2 separate regions of the Mus musculus genome follow, and region 2 is linked to region 1. A link is a contact called in public HiChIP or PLAC-seq data. All regions are on one chromosome and are shown on one strand. Each heading gives the region's core, a stretch centred on a gene start, on an enhancer-like site or on the middle of the called end of the contact. The rest is flanking DNA. Distances are from core to core; before and after follow the strand shown. Region 1 holds the start of Ampd3 (adenosine monophosphate deaminase 3). Region 2 has its middle 22 kb from the start of Mrvi1.

What was found. HiChIP or PLAC-seq counts read pairs in DNA pulled down with a chosen protein or histone mark.
Region 2: an H3K4me3 HiChIP or PLAC-seq map of fetal liver shows a contact between it and region 1, with 4 times the contacts expected there. The contact joins the enhancer-like site here to the promoter of Ampd3 in region 1. A contact is called at or near these places in 2 of 39 promoter capture datasets (HPC-7-derived erythroid cells and embryonic stem cells), 1 of 484 Hi-C or Micro-C datasets (bone marrow-derived macrophages), 6 of 115 datasets of contacts at active chromatin or transcription factors (bone marrow-derived macrophages, fetal liver, large pre-B cells and 2 more) and 5 of 9 other capture datasets (adipose tissue, embryonic stem cells, liver and 2 more).

What each region holds. Positions count from the first base shown.
Region 1 is chr7:110,766,522-110,772,162 of GRCm38.p6, reverse strand. Ampd3 (adenosine monophosphate deaminase 3) reads right to left here and starts at 3,957. Exons shown (of 15, transcript NM_001276301.1): 1 at 3,784-3,957. It also overlaps B430319F04Rik.
Region 2 is chr7:111,001,558-111,007,503 of GRCm38.p6, reverse strand. No RefSeq gene overlaps it. Among named protein-coding and RNA genes, the nearest start is that of Mrvi1, 22 kb to the right of the region's middle. Within about 2 kb of position 2,858, at least 17 of the 459 cell types and tissues checked have an H3K27ac peak or open chromatin away from gene starts, as enhancers often do. A contact at or near this core is called in fetal liver, where this site is marked.

The DNA of each region.
Region 1 (5,641 bases), core at 2,708-5,207:
ACACACACATACACACACACATACACACACACATACATACAAATTTGTCCTGTCAAAAGACAATTAGAACAAATCACTCTCACTCCTGGCATTTGGGGAAGGGGATGGTATGTGGGAGAAGTGATCAGAGAGCATCCTGGATCATGGCTCAAAGTCCAACACATTCCGGTCATTTTATCCTCCAACTTTAATGGGATTCTAGGTGGCCTTGGTCTAAACAAAGTGCAGTCTGTAGACTCCAAAAGGGAAGATCTGGAAACACTGTCTTCTCTTACAGGGATTTCCACACAGTTTCTACTAGCATAGCCATGAGAGAAGTCTTGCAATAAAGAAAGATACTTAGCACACTTCACTGGCAATCCCACCATGGGAAAAAATACCTATTAATATCCCGTGTCATCAGAGCTGGGAAACGCCTTCCACTAGGTCTGCAGTTTCCATTTTAGAGAAAGCTGCCATCCTGAGGCCAAGATAAAGGTGTGGGGCCAACTCCACCAGGTCTAGACAGAGCATGGAGGCAGCTCTGCTCTGTTGACAAGGGAGGAACAATGGCTGAGGGTCCCATTGAGCTAAATGGACAGGGACAGCTCTGTCTCAGGAGGACCAGTAATGTTCAGGACCACAGTTTACCTTGAGACTGGCATACTGCTCTTCTCTGTGGCCCACATGCCTCACTGGACTGAGGAGTGCTCATCCCATGCTTAAAGCCTCAGTTCCCTGGGGTGGGGGTGGGGGAGGATTGTGGTGTGTGTGTGTGTTGTACAAGTAGCATGTGTATTCACCGGAACATGTGTGGCCAGAGGTTGATGTCAGTTCCCTCAGTTGCTCTCCACCTTATCTTTCTAAGAGAAGATCTCTTTACTAAGCTGGTCTCTATTCAGCTAGCTTGGCCAGGAGGCCCCAGGATCAGCCTGTCTCATCCACCTAGTGCTGGGGGTTCCTGGAGAACACTGACACACCCACTTCCTCTGTGCATTCTAGGACTCTGAACTGAGGTCTTCAACCTTGAGCAGCAAGCACTTTACCCACTGAACCAACTCCCCAGCTTCCCCATGTCCTTCCCAAACCCTCCTGAGTGGATTTCGGGATGACCTATGATAACAAGACGGGAGGCCTGTATCTCCTACTCCAGAGACCAGGGCGTGTTCGTTTTTATCACTTAATTGTCTGTGTCTGGCATGAAAAGCTGGAATCAAATTATGTCTCATCATGAAACACACCACTCTACTCTCTAAAGGCAAGGCACAGGCTTGCCCAGAGGGGCCCATTTCCTTCTCATTTCTGAGATGTGTGTGACAAGAGTTGGGCACCTGGTAAATATCACGTCCGCACACATCACCTATCTTATTTGTGATTATACCACAGTGCTAAGTACCCAGTACACACACACACACACACACACACACATGTTGAATAGATATTTACATAAGATAACAGAGGAGGGAATGGTCTAAGCAGAGGCCATCTCCTTGTGGTGATCTCGAGAGTCAGCCATGTGTATGGTTAAGCACATAGACTCAAGCCAGACTACCTGGCTTTGAATCCTGTTCCACCACTTATTTATATGGCCTTGGGCAGATGATGAAACTTTCCGTGGTTTTTTATTCCCTATAAAAGAAGAGTAATGGAAATGGCAATGCCATGAGATGCCATGATTAGTCAGGCAGCACATGAGAGTTGTTTAGACTCATCCCTAGCTCAGCATATGTTCTTTGTAGGTATTAGCTGTCAGCATCACTATCTTCTTCATCATTCTGACATCAGATACAAGAGAATCCAGCAGGGAAAACGAATGTGAAGTTTCATCCAGACACTGACTCCTTTTATTTGACATTTATCAAACACCATGGTGGAGCTGGTACTCTCCCAAGTTCCTATGTGGTACAGGGAGACAGAAGCCATATTTAAATGTGAAGCTGCATGGGGGGGGGGGGTCATTTCCTCTATAGTTTGCTTCTTCCTAGGGACTGTGCACATCCTGGACTCCAGCCATCAATCAGCCTGCACCCTCATCAGCTCCTCATACTGTGGATTAAAAGGCAGAGCCATTGTCTCTTCTAGAACTGCAGACAGCACATGGAGGAAATAGGGATTAATATACTTGACAACAGAAACAGGCCACTGAATTGCTTTGGGAAAGAAAAGTATATTCCAACTTAATTCTAAGCCTACATTTCACCTGCCCAAGATACTGCCAAGATCTGGGATTGACTCAGAGGCCATCTGAAGAGGGACTCAGCAAGAGTAAGAACAGGAAAAGCAAACCTTTTATCTCAAAGAACACAATGCTGGTGAGAGCCAGTCCGCCTGTATTCAGGATTTCAGGTTTGAGGCTGGGCTAAGGATGGATAGGCCTGAAAGGTTAGAGTCTCACACCAGCCCACCTAGAGAGGACCAGGTACTACCAGCCTCTTCAGAGCAAGCCAAGTCCCTCCAAGTTGCAACCTGGACAGGCGGACTCCCCCAGTCTGCAGTCAACACTTCCTCTGAGGTGAAGGTGATGATGGAGCTGGAACAGACAGAGGCTCCACGGCTGCCTGCAACTTGGCATTGACTCTTTGTACCTAGGGTACAAAGCATGTCTTCTTAAAGAGGTCCCTGCTCAGCCCACAACTGCTCAGGACCATACTGGGCATACTGCTGTCAGCTTTACTCCAGTAACTTTGCTTATTTCTCACCAGCCACATGCAGTTTGGGGACACTCCCGTTAGAAAACATCTACTAAGGGGCCTCTCAAACTTGCATCACAGGCCTCTGCCAGCCTAGACCAGCCATTAGCAGATCTGCTCTTAAAGCAGCTGCAGGAAGTTCAAGGGCGGAACCAACCTACTACAGCACAAGGGTGTACTCCCAGTGACTTGCCCAGTGACAGGAGGTAAGAAAGGGGTCCTCAAACGGACTCATCATCTGGTCCATACCTCTGCCTCCACCTAGAAGTTCACCCCAGCCCAACACACCCAGTGAGGCTCAGGCACCTAGAAACTTGTCCAGGAGCTCAAAAGCTAGCATGCCCGGTTCCTTTAATTTCCCTAAATCTTGAGATTTTTCTCTAAGCCAGGAACCAGAGGTGCTGCAGGCTCACCAGAGGCCAGGACCCAGGCCACCGCTGGGTAGGGACGGGGAACAGGCTCTGGAGGTGGGAGCTGCGGAGGTTCTGGTCTCTGAGCACAGAGGGGACTGGGCACAGAGCGCCGGCCCAAGGTCAGCGGCGCAGCATCGCGCGCACTCACCGGATTCGGAGGGCAGGGCCATGGGGGCCGGCTGCCGGGCTGGAGCGCAGGTGCCGCGCCGGGCAGGGCGCACAGGGCAGCGGCAGCAGCGCACTGACGCCTGCGCGGCCCGGTACGTGGAGCTGGACCCGACCAGGCCGCGCTTGCAGCCCGTGCCCGCCCCGCAGGAGCCCGCGACTGGTGGGGACCAGGCTGAGCGCTGTGCGGCAGGGCCCGGTGGCGGGGCAGAGAGCCTGTGCAGCGGGATCGCGCACTACCTGGAGGACCCGAAGCTACCCGAGGCGCTGGGCCGCGCTGCCAGCAGGAAACCTAAGCACCCGGGCGCGGCAGCCTCCCTGTCCTCGGCCGGAAGCGAGTCCGGCTCCACCCGGGCTCCGTGGGGCCGCGACACTGTCCCGGGTCAGATGCCAGCAGGGATACCCGCTCTGAGCCTCCCTACCACCAATCTAGCTGCTGCGCCTCGAGGTGTTTGCCCACCTCCTCCTCCCCTCCCAACCAGGACTTTCCCCAAAAAACGAGATTCTAGAGGCATGGTTCCCTCCACGACACTTACTCTTGGTAGCTAAACCGACCAGCAAGCGTTGGTTTTCTCCAGGTGTTGGACCGGTCCCTTGAATCACCTTCCCGCCCCTCCCAACACACACGGGCGCGCGCGTGTACACACACACACACACACACACACACACACACACACACACACACACACACACACACACACACACTTCCTTGCTTCCCAGCCTTCTGCGGTCTAGTTTCTATGCCAGCCCCTCAAAGTCCGGAATGACCTCTGAGTTGCCAAGGCCAGCGGGAGCTTTCTGTGCACCCTTGCTCACCTCTTCCCAGCACTGCAGCCTGCTGACCACGCCTTCCTTCCTGGAACACAGCTCCCAAAGTTAGCACTGGGTGTCTGCCGCCGCTGGCTTCCACAGACTTCCACAGAGTGACCGGTTTCTTAGCCTCCATGGCCTGGTTTTCCATTATGCTGCTCCTGCTCCGAGGAGTCTCGGGATGCCAGCTCCCTGGATCATTTCTGGAGCTAACTCAGAGAATCCAGGCCCATCCAGGTGGTTTTAATGGCCTCCTGCCTGCTGATAAGCTAGTAAACTCTTAGGCCCAGAATACTCTAGAGCGGCAGGTGCATCTCAACCAGAGATTCCTAGGCCCAACTCCTAATTGCCTGCTGGTGGTTTTAGTCTTGACCAGTGACCTCACCCAAGCACCCCCACTTTAAGCCACACTGGGGAGCCACCTTTTGACTTGTGCCTCTTTCACAGAGTTACTGCTACTGTGAGTTTTCATTCACTTCACAGCTGTCTCATTTAAGCACCAAATTTTATTCTTTCTACTTCATAGCCTGATGCTTGCAATCTACATATTTATCAATGATACTCACATGACTGCTAATATACATTACATAGCACACTTAAAATGTTAAAGATGTGATAAAAATGAAGCAATAATTTAAAAATACGACAGGATCTCACTATGCAGCCCTGGCTCACCTGGATTTTGCTATATGGACCCTCCTTCTGCCTCCAGACTGCTGGGATTAAAGGCACATACCATCAACCCAGAAAATTATTTTCCTTTTAATGAATAGTATGCTGCATCTTTTTCTTCTTGCTTTAAAGTTGCCCATGATCGGCTTGGTGAAAGAACCGTGATTAAACTAGTTTGCTAGGCCAGGCTTGGTGGTCCATGCCTTTGATCCCAGCACTCAAGCAGCATACAGCTATCTTTGAGTTTGAGACCGGCCTGGTCTACAAAGCAAGTCCAGGACAGCCAGGGCTCTGTTATACAAAGAAACCCTGTCTAACAGAAAAACAAACAAACAGAAACAGAAACAAAAAGCTAGCTAGTTTGCTGAACCTTAATTTTTTTTAGATTTATTTATGTGCATGAACCTTTTGTTCCCATATATGTCTGTGCATACCTGTGTATTTGGTGCATGAGGAAGTCAAAAGAGGGCATTGTCTCCCCTAGAACTGGAGTTATGAGTGTTATACGTCACCGAGTAGATTCTGGGAATGGAACTTGGATCTTCTGCAAGAACAAGTACTCTTGACTGCTGAGCCATCTCTCCAGGACTCTGGCTGTTGTTATTTGTTTCCTAAGAAGATAGATACCCAAAGATAAACAGAACTCTGTCTCTGCACTTATTAAATTATAATTCTGCTCAAATAGCACCTCCCAATTCTGTAAATGTGAAGGGTCACAGGAAAATGATTTTGTCTGAAATCAATGTTCTCAGTGAGTATTTCGTCAACTATCCTTGCAATTATTTTTAAAATATGTGACATTTTAAATTTGAGATAGTGAATCTGTAAGATTATAAAAAGTATGCTTCTGATGTAGACATCCCTGGTCTAGACTGTCACCTGAAGCCATGTTGACATCTGAGAGCTGTGCAG
Region 2 (5,946 bases), core at 1,609-4,108, 240 kb before region 1:
CCACTCCCAATGCCGGTGATGTATAATGCTCAAGTATTCCCCTGCTTTTTTACCACTAACTAGGAACTGGGTTTGGCCTTGATTCAGACAGCCTTGGCTCTGTCTGGACAGGTCCAGACGACTGACACCATTAACACTTTGTCAGCCTCAGTGACTACAGTCATAGATAAACAGGCCTCAGCTAATGTCATGATACAGGGTGGTCTCATGCTGGTTAATCAACTCATAGATCTTGTCCAGAAACAACTAGATGTATTATGGCAAATAGCTCAGCTGGGATGTGAACAAAAGTTTCCGGGATTGTGTGTTACTTCCATTCAGTATGAGAAATTTACTAGGGCAGCTAATTTGTCAAAAAGTCTTTCTCAGTATATGTTACAGAATTGGACGGCTGAATTTGAACAGATCCTTCGGGAATTGAGACTTCAGGTCAACTCCACGCGCTTGGACCTGTCCCTGACCAAAGGATTACCCAATTGGATCTCCTTAGCATTTTCCTTCTTTAAAGAATGGGTGGGATTGATATTATTTGGAGATACACTTTGCTGTGGATTAGTGTTGCTTCTTTGGTTGGTCTGTAAGCTTAAGGCCCAAACTAGGAGAGACAAGGTGGTTATTGCCCAGGCGCTTGCAGCTCTAGAACATGGTGCTTCCCCTGATATATCTATGCTTAAGCAATAGGTCGCTGGCCATTCAGCTCTTGCACCCCACGAGGCTAGTCTCATTGCACGGGATAGAGTGAGTGTGCTTCAGCAGCCCGAGAGAGTTGCACGGCTAAGCACTGCAGTAGAAGGGCTCTGCGGCATATATGAGCCTATTCTAGGGAGACATGTCATTTTTCAAGAAGGTTGAGTGTTCAAGTGTCCTTCCTCCAGGAAAAACAACACGGGACCAGACCAGGACCCCTCTAGGTGATGAGCCTGGAAGGAGGTTATGTGTACGGCTCCTTTACCTGCACACTGGGGATTTGACCTCTATCTCCACTCTCATTAATATGGGTGGCCTATTGCTTTTATTAATAGAAAAGGGGGAACTGTGGGAAGCCGCCCCCACATTCGCCGTTACAAGATGGCGCTGACAGCTGTGTTCTAAGTGGTAAACAAATAATCTGCGCATGTGCCAAAGGTAGTTCTCCACCCCATGTACTCTGCCTTCCCCGTGACTACAACTCGGCCATGGGCTGCAGCCAATCAGGGAGTGATACGTCCTAGGCGAAGGATAACTCTCCTTAAGAGGGAAGGGGTTTCGCTTTCGCTTTGGGCTTTGGGCTTGCTCTCTGGCTCCTAAAAGATGTAAACAATAGAGCTCTTGCTCTGCGCTCTGGCGCTCTGGCGCTCTGGCCCTCTGGCTCCTAAAGATGTAAGCAAAGGGGGGCTTGCACTCTTACTCCTGAAGATGTAAGCAATAAAGTTTTGCCGCAGAAGATTCTGGTTTGTTGTGTTCTTCCTGGCCGGTCGTGAGAACGCGTGTAAGAGGGGGAGGCACTGAGTCTAAAGGAGTGCCTGCCTGCATTTCATGTTGAGTATAGTTCAGGGACAGAAGTGGAGCCTCGGCTTTGTGACGGGGTTTTACTGTTTATCTTCCATCTTGTCATTGCTGTTGTTTGTTTTCCAGACAGGGTTTCATGTACTCTGTAGAGTTGAGGCTGGTCTTGAATTTCTGATGCCACCATACCCTACTTCTAAGGTCAGCATCGCAGACCTGGCACCACGGGCACTTTTACCAGACTGAGCAGGCTCCTCAGCTCATGACTTTTAAGTCTTTCATTGGTGAATATTCATTGTACAAAGTCATGGCTTCATAACATTTTGTTCAAAATATCCTGAACTGTGACCACATTCACCCACTATCCTCTCCTGTCCTTATCCTGCTTCCTTCCCACCCCACAGATCTTGTTATGTCATATGTGTATACATGTATGTACCCAGGGAGCTTAGGTTCCATGTATGAGAGAAGTATGTGACATTATCCTTCTGGATATTTTTTGACACAATATGATTTCCAATTTCATCCATTTTCCTGCAAGTGATACTTTTTTTTTCTTTTCTTCAGCTGAATAATCCTGTGTGCATATGTGTACCACGTTTTCATTACACATTCATCTTTTGATGAACAGCTAGACTGATTCCATTTCCTCGCTGTTGTGAATAGAGCAGTAAGAAATATGGATGTGCACATATCTGTACAGTATGATCTAGAGTCCTTTGGTGTGGGAACAGGATGGAGGATGGGGGGGGGGATGAGAGATGATGAAGTCATGTGATGAATCCAGGGAAATCAGACTCCAGAGACCAGCATCTGGGTGCAGATCTGCATTTATTGTCCAGCACATAAGCTTATATCCAGTGTTTGAGGCAATGCCAAGCCGCTAAATCCTCGGCCAGTTGTATCTCGCCACACTGTCACCATGCCCCAATGAAAGCCCTGCCTGATGAGGTTACTCAGAAGGAGCAGGGGACACACACACACACACACACACACACACACACACACACACACACATATCATCACTTATTAGAACTTGGTGAAGATGGGGAAGCAGCCACCACCCTGCCTCGTTCCTTCTTGCTGTCTCATGGGTATGTTAGGAGCCATCTTAGATCTAATGCCCTGTACTCCTCAGATCAGGACTCTTTGAGGAGTCGCAGGAGCCTGTGGTGCCTCGTTCTCCATCCAAGTTATCCCTTCACAAGATTGCCTTCCACATCTCTCTCACTTTGGGCATTTGCTCAGGAGTTAGCTGGGTCACATGGTAATCCTATTTTCAATTTTCTGAGGAACTTCCACACTGGTTTCAAGAATGGCCGTTATCTAAAGGCTACCTTAGAGTCTCAACATCATGTTCCAGGGAGCCATTATTTACCAGACTTAGATAGCCAATGTGTTTTCTAATGTGGTTTTCTTCTCTGCTATAGGCGTGGCTTAAAATGAGGTTCATAAATTTTGCCTTATTCTAGAAAATTTATTTTCATATTGTACATGTATGTTAGACTATTTAACACTTAGAGTGTTTACTCATGCCCATCCAAAGCAGGCACACACACTGGAGAAAATGCCAGTGTGTTGGCAAGATAGATGTGCAGAGCCCAGAGGAGGAATGTGTTCTGAGCTGCCAGCTTTCTGCAGGCTGGCCTGGCCCCATCTAGTGAGCCCATAAGCCCATATCTGAGCCCACAGACACACAGGGAAGCAATTGTGGCCAGCTGATAGCAGCTAGAACACCCCCTCCCCCAGGAAGTGACTGGGGGCACATCCTCTGGACTTGTCAGTATGCTCCCTGGCCTGGAATCAGAAGAAAAAGGAAGGGGTTGTGTTTTGGCAAGATGCTGAACTTAAACTTGAACCAAGGATGCATGAATGTAAGCTCATTATGTGACTTTTGGGGGATCACTGGGCACAGTCATCCTCCATTCTGTTCATTTGTAAAGGGAGTTATTTCCCTTTTGACTACACTTTATTCCCACCCAACTAAGCTCCAAGAAGGTCGGCCCCTGAGACCAGTGACTTCTGACCCGGGGCATCATCCTCCTTGAGGGATGCTCCTCACGTGAACTTCTGGCCAGCCCTAAAACCATCCTTTCATTGAATTGCAGTTTTTTGCCCTCCTGAGTCCTGGATGCTCCATTTCTGCATCCCCTTTAGCCCCTCACATCTATGCTCCATTCTACCCAACTGCTGATGTGTTTTCTGCCCACCTTGGATTCTTCCTCCCCCTCCCCCCATCTTTTAAAAGATTTCCCACTCTGGATTCTTTTTTTGTTTTGTTTTGTTTTTTGGTTTTTTCGAGACAGGGTTTCTCTGTATAGCCCTGGCTGTCCTGGAGCTCACTTTGTAGACCAGGCTGGCCTCAAACCCAGAAATCCGCTTGCCTCTGCCTCCCGAGTGCTGGGATTAAAGGCGTGCGCCACCATGCCCAGCCCACTCTGGATTCTTATGGCCTTCTTCTTGTACCCAGCTCACTCTGTACAGCTTAGACCTACCTACCAGGCCCATAAACACTGGTTTACTGTTAGCAGCTAAGTAATGCAGGCACCAAGGTGACTGTTATCTTTCTGACATAAGTGAAGAATCCCCGGAGGGTGTTCTCATCTCTCATTTTCCTTTTTGGGTTATGACCTTGAACTGAGCACATATCTTAAACATGCTCAGGAATGTGCCAGACTCCATAGTACCCCACATAAATATTTGTAGGTTCAAGATAAAACTCTCCAAGCCTCCTTTATTTAGGGGTGGGGTATCATTTTACATGCTTTTCCTAGCCTGCCTCATCTGTGCAGGTAACATTGCTCTTGCCACGCCTTCCTAGCCTTTACTTTCCTCTTTTTTATCCCAATTATGCTTACTCTGGCTTTGATCCCACGACACAAGCCTGCTATGCTTGCTTGCTTCGTCTTCCTGACTCCCATTGGCAGCCTGGCCTCCACTGCCGTCCCTTACTGATATGCTGGCTGACCCAGCTCTTGTGTGACCAGCTTGGAGCCGTATGTGTTCTCATCAGCATGAGCAGGAAGCCTGTTTGTGCTGACAGTAACAGTGTTTGAGCATGTCTACATGAAGGCTGTGGAGTGTGTGTGCGCGCACACATGTGTGTGTGTGTGTGTGTGCGTGCACATGTGAGTGCAGTTGCCCTCAGATCTGGAGCTAGATTAAGGTTGTGAGCTTTAAGACACATGAGATTACTCACAAGGAATCTCTTCCATAACAGCAGTGTGTGACAAAGAGCAAAGAACAGGGCTCCAGAGACAGGCAGCAGAGTTCAATAATGAGTGACTCAGCAACCTTTGCCTCAGATACTTCTTAACCTTTCAGAAGAACTTTGGAGTCCTCGTTTGGATAAGCAGAATAAATAAAAGTACCCAAATTCTTTGGGTTAATGTAAAGATAAACATAAAGCTAACTAACATCGATAAGTCTGATTTACAGTTAGAAAAACATCTAATGTAGCACTAGTTTGCTAAGATTACTGTAACAAATTGCCACAGGCTGACCAGCTTAAATAGCAGAAATTCATTATCTCATGGCTCCACTGGCTGCAATGAAAGCATTCTGGGGTTGGCTCCTTCTGAGGGAAGGCCCTGATTCAGACGGCTTCTTTTTCTGTCTCTCTTTGAGGTGTTGCACTCCTTGTGAGGGACTCTCAGTGCCCAAATATCCTTTTCTTTTTTAAACTAATAGTCATATTGGACTAGGGCCCACTCTAATGATCTCATCTTAACTAATTACATCTGCAACTGCAACAACCTTATTCCCAAATAAGGTCACACTCTGAGGTACTGGGGACCAGGACTTATGCATGTGAATTGTGGGGTAACAGCACAATTCGTAACTGTAATTAACACTCTCAGAAGTTTTACTAAGGCCTTGGTTACTGCAAGGACTTTTGTGGAACCCCTTGGGGAGCCCTTCTGTTGAGCGTTATGCTAGTCACACCCTAGGACGAACAGCTCATGTGTGGAGGAAGCTGAGTCTGGAAAAAGGCTCTTTTGTTCTTCTCTGTTTTCTCTTAGCCCAAACAGTGGCAACAGAGAAGGTGAGAAGGATGAGGTAGCGTTCAAGGGTCATGCAGGCCACATGTAAGCCAGGTGTCCATGTGGGACCTCTGGGCCAGCAGGCCACCATGCTCAACTTAGGCTGTATAGAGTATTGAACCAGAACTCCATGCATGCGAGATGATCACTCTACCACCTGAGCTACACCCCGGCCCCTCAGTCTATCTTTATGCCATTAGCTGGATCCTAATGTATTGGTTGCTCCCCAAGGAAAACCACATTTGGGGAAGCTCTACTCTGAGAGACAGGGGTGAGAGTGGGACATTTAAATATTTGGTGTGTTCACAGGTGCACACAGGTGTCCTGTCCTTTGGACAGTTGTCATTTCTGCCTCTCATCAGGTCAGGGGTCTGTTTGTGAATATGATAGCAATGTCCTGGTCATCCTGACCCCTGGC